Regions from separate parts of the Mus musculus genome. Here region 1 is linked to region 2. A link is a contact called in public HiChIP or PLAC-seq data. All regions are on one chromosome and are shown on one strand. Each heading gives the region's core, a stretch centred on a gene start, on an enhancer-like site or on the middle of the called end of the contact. The rest is flanking DNA. Distances are from core to core; before and after follow the strand shown.

The links. HiChIP or PLAC-seq counts read pairs in DNA pulled down with a chosen protein or histone mark.
Region 1: an H3K27ac HiChIP or PLAC-seq map of embryonic stem cells shows a contact between it and region 2, with 5 read pairs. The contact joins the enhancer-like site here to the promoter of Acsbg3 in region 2. A contact is called at or near these places in 4 of 39 promoter capture datasets (cranial neural crest, embryonic stem cells, hematopoietic stem and progenitor cells and 1 more), 1 of 15 datasets of contacts at CTCF or cohesin (large pre-B cells), 4 of 484 Hi-C or Micro-C datasets (the G1E-ER4 cell line, beige adipocytes, bone marrow-derived macrophages and 1 more), 5 of 115 datasets of contacts at active chromatin or transcription factors (all in embryonic stem cells) and 2 of 9 other capture datasets (adipose tissue and liver).

The regions. Positions count from the first base shown.
Region 1 is chr17:56,750,220-56,753,407 of GRCm38.p6, reverse strand. It overlaps Nrtn (neurturin), which reads left to right. Exons shown (of 3, transcript NM_008738.3): 2 at 918-1,099; 3 at 1,578-2,085. The coding sequence starts at 931. The coding sequence ends at 1,996. Among named protein-coding and RNA genes, the nearest start is that of Nrtn, 5.7 kb to the left of the region's middle. Within about 2 kb of position 1,782, at least 54 of the 459 cell types and tissues checked have an H3K27ac peak or open chromatin away from gene starts, as enhancers often do. A contact at or near this core is called in embryonic stem cells, where this site is marked.
Region 2 is chr17:56,874,105-56,877,295 of GRCm38.p6, reverse strand. It overlaps Acsbg3 (acyl-CoA synthetase bubblegum family member 3), which reads right to left and starts at 1,812. Exons shown (of 14, transcript NM_030141.2): 1 at 1,616-1,812; 2 at 900-1,208. The coding sequence starts at 1,035. Acsbg2 (acyl-CoA synthetase bubblegum family member 2) reads left to right here and starts at 2,849. Exons shown (of 15, transcript NM_001039114.1): 1 at 2,849-3,099.

The DNA.
Region 1 (3,188 bases), core at 533-3,032, 120 kb after region 2:
GAGGGCGGTCATGCCAGGACAACTAACTCCCGGGCCACAGACGCTAAGGACACGGGTTTGGTACTCGCGCGCGCGCAGCGCACAGGCCCCTGTCACTCTGCCCCGGGGACCCCACATCCACTCCTGGCTTCCATGGGTAGTGCATGTGACTTGGACTTGAGTTGAATTCAGAGTGGAGCTTAGGCAAACCATCGGCGCCCAATAAATGTCAGACGAGGACAAATAGACACATGGTTTACTGGTACAGTGGACAATGGAGAGTCTTGAAGCCTCAGTATACAGTTGGTGTTCAATAACCAAGCGAGCTGGAGCTGCAGACTGAACCCCGGGTCCAAGCAGGGAAGGAGGATCAGAGCTCAGGGTCAGCCTCTGATACACAAGAGTTTCAGACCAGCCTGGGGTAAATCTCAAAAGGAAAAACAAAACAAAATAGCCAAACACCGTGCCTCAGTTTCCCCAAATGTCTCCTGCGTACTCAGCATCAGGCCTGGTACACAGTTGGCACCTGTGTTGGGGCCACGCAAACTGAATGCAAATGTCTTCCAGGCCACAGCACACTGGGTAAGATAGGAGGTGGCCTAACCTCAGGGAACGTGGGCACTGTAGTTGGGAGTGTGCCGGTGTTTAGACACATAACTGTGTGCAGTGAGCAGGAGTACTAATACCTTGGTGGAAGAGGTGCAGCCTGGTAGGGAAAACTGAGGCACATAGTAGGTTACCAAGGGGAGAGACCACCTCCTGGGTCACCTTCTGCTGTCACCCTATCCCTACCTGGGTCCCCTATCCATTGCTAGGACACGCCAAGCACCCTGAACTTCAAGGCCTTTGCACCCACCATGGCCCCAAATGAAATACCCACTGTCCTCCCTCCATACCCCGCCACGCGCACACCCACCCTCCCTATCATCTCCCCGCAGGCCGAGGCCCAGGATGAGGCGCTGGAAGGCAGCGGCCCTGGTGTCGCTCATCTGCAGCTCCCTGCTATCTGTCTGGATGTGCCAGGAGGGTCTGCTCTTGGGCCACCGCCTGGGACCCGCGCTTGCCCCGCTACGACGCCCTCCACGCACCCTGGACGCCCGCATCGCCCGCCTGGCCCAGTGTAAGTCCCGCCCCCCGGAGGGAGGGGGTTTCCTGGAAAAGGTGCCTGGGGGTGGGTGGGGTCCACCCTCCTGTGGGGGAAACCAAGGCACAGGCAGTCAGAGGCGGTCGTGGAAGCAGTCAACCAACACTGACCAGAGAGGGTGTAGCAGGCTGCAATGCTGAGCCCCTTAGCTTTGGGGGGGGGGGTTACTTGATTTTTCTTTTTACTTTTTTCGACAGTCTCTTGTAGCCCAGAGCAGCCTCAAACTCACAGAGTACCAGAGGATGCCCCTGAAGTAATCCTCCTGCCTCCTGAACCCCCTCAGTTCTGCACACACTTCAACTACAGCCAAGTGGGGGGGGGGGGCAGGGGGCAATGGCAGCCACAGGGATGCTGGAACCAGGGTGTAGGTCCCCTGGCACTCAGGACTGCGCACACGCAGCGCGGACCAGAGCCCTCGCGACCCAATCCCTTGTCTCTTTCTTCCCGCCCACAGATCGCGCTCTGCTCCAGGGCGCCCCCGACGCGGTGGAGCTTCGAGAACTTTCTCCCTGGGCTGCCCGCATCCCGGGACCGCGCCGTCGAGCGGGTCCCCGGCGTCGGCGGGCGCGGCCGGGGGCTCGGCCTTGTGGGCTGCGCGAGCTCGAGGTGCGCGTGAGCGAGCTGGGCCTGGGCTACACGTCGGATGAGACCGTGCTGTTCCGCTACTGCGCAGGCGCGTGCGAGGCGGCCATCCGCATCTACGACCTGGGCCTTCGGCGCCTGCGCCAGCGGAGGCGCGTGCGCAGAGAGCGGGCGCGGGCGCACCCGTGTTGTCGCCCGACGGCCTATGAGGACGAGGTGTCCTTCCTGGACGTGCACAGCCGCTACCACACGCTGCAAGAGCTGTCGGCGCGGGAGTGCGCGTGCGTGTGATGCTACCTCACGCCCCCCGACCTGCGAAAGGGCCCTCCCTGCCGACCCTCGCTGAGAACTGACTTCACATAAAGTGTGGGAACTCCCGAGCCTCTGGTCGTTCATGCTCTGCGGGGGGTCAGGGTGTGCATGGGGGTTGTGCCCAAGGGAGGTGATGGTTCCCGATGGCCTGGGAGCAAAGGGAACTAGATGTGAACGAAGAAAGAGCAACCGTGGGAAATGGCCTTGCTGGAAGAGCCCACAGAAAATGATGCACATGGCCGTGGGGTCTATAACCAAGGCACTGGACAGATAGCACAGGCCCAGGATAGAGCTCAGAGTTCACCATCTGTCTTAATTGCTGTGTGGAAACACCATGACCAAAAACCAAGTTGGGGAGGAAAATGTTTATTTGGCTGATTCTTTCATATTACTGTGCCTCAGCAAAGGAAGTCAGGACAGGAACTCAAGGAGGGCAGGAACCTGGAGGCAGGAGCTGATGCAGAGGCCATGGAGGGTGCTGCTTATATTGGCTTGCTCAGTCTGCTTTCTTACAGAACCCAGGGCCACCAGCCCAGGGATGGCACCACCCACAGTGGGCTGGGCCCTCCCACATCAATCACTAATTAAGAACATGCCTTACAGCTGGATTTCATGGAAGCATTTCCTCAACTGAGGCTCCTTTCTGGGACGACTCTAGATTGTTAAGTTGACACACAGATCCTGGCAGGACACCCTCTGAGACCACCCACACATTGTTATACCATACAGAGAGACAGGTGGGCGCTGGAGAGGCTGCTTGGCAGTTAGATGACCAAGCTGCTCTTGCAGAGGACCTGAGTTCGAATCTCAGCACCCACATGGCAACTCACAGCCAGTGACTCAGCTCCAGAGTGACAACCTCTTCTGTCCTTGGGTACCACATGCCTATGGTACAAACAAAACTTACATAGTTACAATATGTCCATCTTCTTTTTAAGAGAGAGAAAGAGTGAATACAGCATAAGGAAGGAGAGAGGAGAAAGAAGATGATGCCCAGTGTGGTTGTCCAAGTTTGTCCTTCCAACCCTGGGTCACGACTTTTAGATTAGCCTGGGCTGCACCAGACTCCCCGAGAGCCTGTCATCTCTAGAGAACTGGCGCCAAATCTCCTTCCCTAGCTAAAAATACCCATTTCTCACTACTCACCTCCTCATGGGGACAAGTCTGGAGT
Region 2 (3,191 bases), core at 563-3,062:
CCACTCTCCCCAGAACAGGGCAGAAGGTCAGAAGTCACTTCCCCCACGAAGATCGGAGGAAGAACAGGGAGTCATTGTCACTGTCCCCTGTTGTGGATAGCCCTGGGGCTAATTATATTTGATGTCAATTCCGTTCTCCTGTGAGAGGCCGTGAACAAGGAATGAGTCAGCACTCAGGTGATTTCCAGTAAACTTGCTTCCCGCCTTAATTTGTAAAATAAAGGAGAGCTGATGATTGGGCAGATAAAAGGGAAGGTGGAATTGAAGGTGGGAGAGAGAGAAGGAGAAAATGGAAGAGGGAGAGGATGCAGAGGAGGAGGAAGAAGAAGAAAAGCAGAGCAGAAGCACATGGCCTGGAGATACCTCGAGTTCTAAGGGGTCTCATAGATGTGGAAGACGGTAGTGTAGCGGTAGATCTGCCCAATCTAGGCATACAGCATGTCTTCATATTAATGGTGTTGTGTTTTCATTGCTGGGGCATATTTGGGTTGGAGAGATTTACAGCAACAGTCCCCCACCCTCCACCCTCCACCACCTCAGGTGGATGGAGGTCAAAGGTCACTCCAAAAGACTGGGACAAAGGACAGGAGTGCTGTTCACTGCTCCCTGACCCACAGAAAGGAGAACATGGAGTCAGGGTTACTGTTCCCAAATGGACAAGGCCTTGATGGTTGGTCACATGATCGCCCTGGCAAAGGTCACATGGCCATAGGTATCACCCTTACTCCTTCCCCCGGTTACTTAAGCCCTCTCCACAGGACTTCAACGGCCACTGACCACCTACCCCAGTAGACCAGTGCTGCTCTACTACTGATCCCAGAAGTGTGCCTGGGCTGACAAGAGGACCCTGCTGCCACCCCCACCCTCTCCCTGCACGGGGTGGGGGGCAGGGCTCCCACCTGGGGTCAGTATCTCAAAGTTATCTGCTTGTGCCTTCTTCGATATTGCACTGTGAATTTTGTTCTTCAAGATGGTTTTGGTTTTCAGGATCCTCCTGGAGGTCTGAAGGTTATCTGATTCCTTAGGGTCAGTCATTCCCACGACACAGACCCAGCACAAAGATGTTCACGCACACAGTTACAGAGGGCAGAGGACCAGGTGTCCACAGTGGGGTGTCTGCTTCCTCAAAGGGCGGGGTGGATGGTGGTGGAATTGGCCAGAGAAAGACAGGAACCTCACAGACCAGGATAAGGGAGCAGGAGTGGATGCTGGCAAAAGAAATAAAACAAGCTGGGTGTTAGTGGGGGACATTCCTTGTGTGTGGCGTGTATGCAGACCTGTGGAAGCTAGACAGAGGTCGTCAGCAAATCTCTTCTTCCTCAGCTATGTTCCTTCCATTGAGGCCTGTCTGGCAGTGACCATCCACACCTCTCCCTTCCCGAGCCCATAGCTTGCCTATTGACTAAGCTGACTGCCAGTGAGCAGTAGGGGTCTCCTGTTATAGGTGTATGCTGCTGCACCCAGCTTTTTTTGTGGGAGAGAGGACTGAACTCATGTTCTCCAGTGGTTGAGTGCTGTGTGAACTCAAGGGTAGCCTGGGCTACATGGGACTCTGGAGAGGGGAGTAGAAAAGAAGGGAGAGGAAAGGAGGAGAAAAGAATAGAGTTTCCAGGACCTTCTGTGCCTAGTGGCACCGGCGTTTCCTGAGAGGCTGGGGCAGATGTTGTTGTCCTCAGCCCTCTCTCCCCACCACAGGCTGCCACTTTATCAACTGGTACGACAGTGGTGACTCTTGTCCAGCTCTGTCACCACCTCCCACTGTAGCCACAGAAGGACACGCAGCCCCCCAGACTGGACATCCTCCAGAACATTCCCTTCTACATTTCAAGGCAGTTGTTGTGACATCACTGTGTTCCGTAAGCCAGGGCCACGATGGCAACATGACCCAAGGTCCCCTTCTGGTCATACACCAGAAACCATTGAAATAAGAGACTCAGGTCTGTCACACAGCCATATCCACACAGTAGCCACGCTTCTTAGCTCATGGTCACTGACAGAGGAGGGAGCAAGGGTGTGGACACTCCAGGCTGAGAGGACATCCTGAAAAGATGCCCATGCCAACGTGGAGGAACGATGATGACCCTGTCCAGTGAAATACGCCAGACGAGGGCACATACCCCAGGGTCGCACTTGCAGGCCCCAGAGCAAGTCACAGAGACAGGAAGTGGGTGGTGCAGACCTGGGAAAGGAGGGGAGTGAGCACTGAATTGGGGCAGAGCTTCAGACTGGGGAGACCGAAGGCTCTAGAACTGGATGGTGATGACGGTTTCACAGTGTAAATGCATGTGCATATGGCCTGGGCTACATTTTAACTCCCTGTGTAGCCAAGGATGACCTTGGTCCTCCTGCCTCCACCATCCCCAGTGTTGGTTTGACAGGCATGTGCCATGCCATTCATGTGATGCTTGGAATCCCAGACCTTGCACATGCTATTTGAGCACTACCCACTGGGCTACAGTGCCAGACCCTTTATGGTAGTTTTTTTGTTTTTTTGTTTTTTTTTGGTTTTGAGACTCCCCATAGGTTCTTGAATGGCCCTGTCTGGTTTCATTTCTATTTCTATCGAATGTAATGCACAGTGCTCAACACTGGAGCTGGAAAAACTGTTCAAGCACATACAGATATCTGAATGAATGAATGAATGAATGAATGAATGAATAGATGAGTAAGTACACTGGTGAGTGGCTGAAGATTATATGCATGAATGAAGGAAGGAATGAATGAATGAGGGAATGATGGGTGAAGGAAGCTTACAATCCCCTTCCCCAGGGAGTACTTTTCTCCTGAGGCTGGGTGCAGGGGAGGACGGCCAGTGATGTCATAAGGGGTGTCCTGAGCAGAAGGTTCCAGAAGCCTGAATTATGGAGTTGTGTTGGGTGGGAACCCATCTACCACCATCACCCTGGCTAGACTGAGGGGTGACCAGAGCAAGAAGGGGACAACACACACACACACATACACACACACACACACACACACACACACACACACACACACACGCTTCTGGGACCACCCACCACTGACCAACTCTGTGGAAGGAGAACTACCTTGCTGACCAGATGTCTCCATCTGTGACACCTGGCCACCTTGTGAAAGTTGGTAAGGTTCCTGAGAGGATCTCTGCGTGGGGCACGTGACCGTGACAGAACGGAGCCCACATTTAGGGAAGGCCAGAGTTTAGTTTTTCCCTA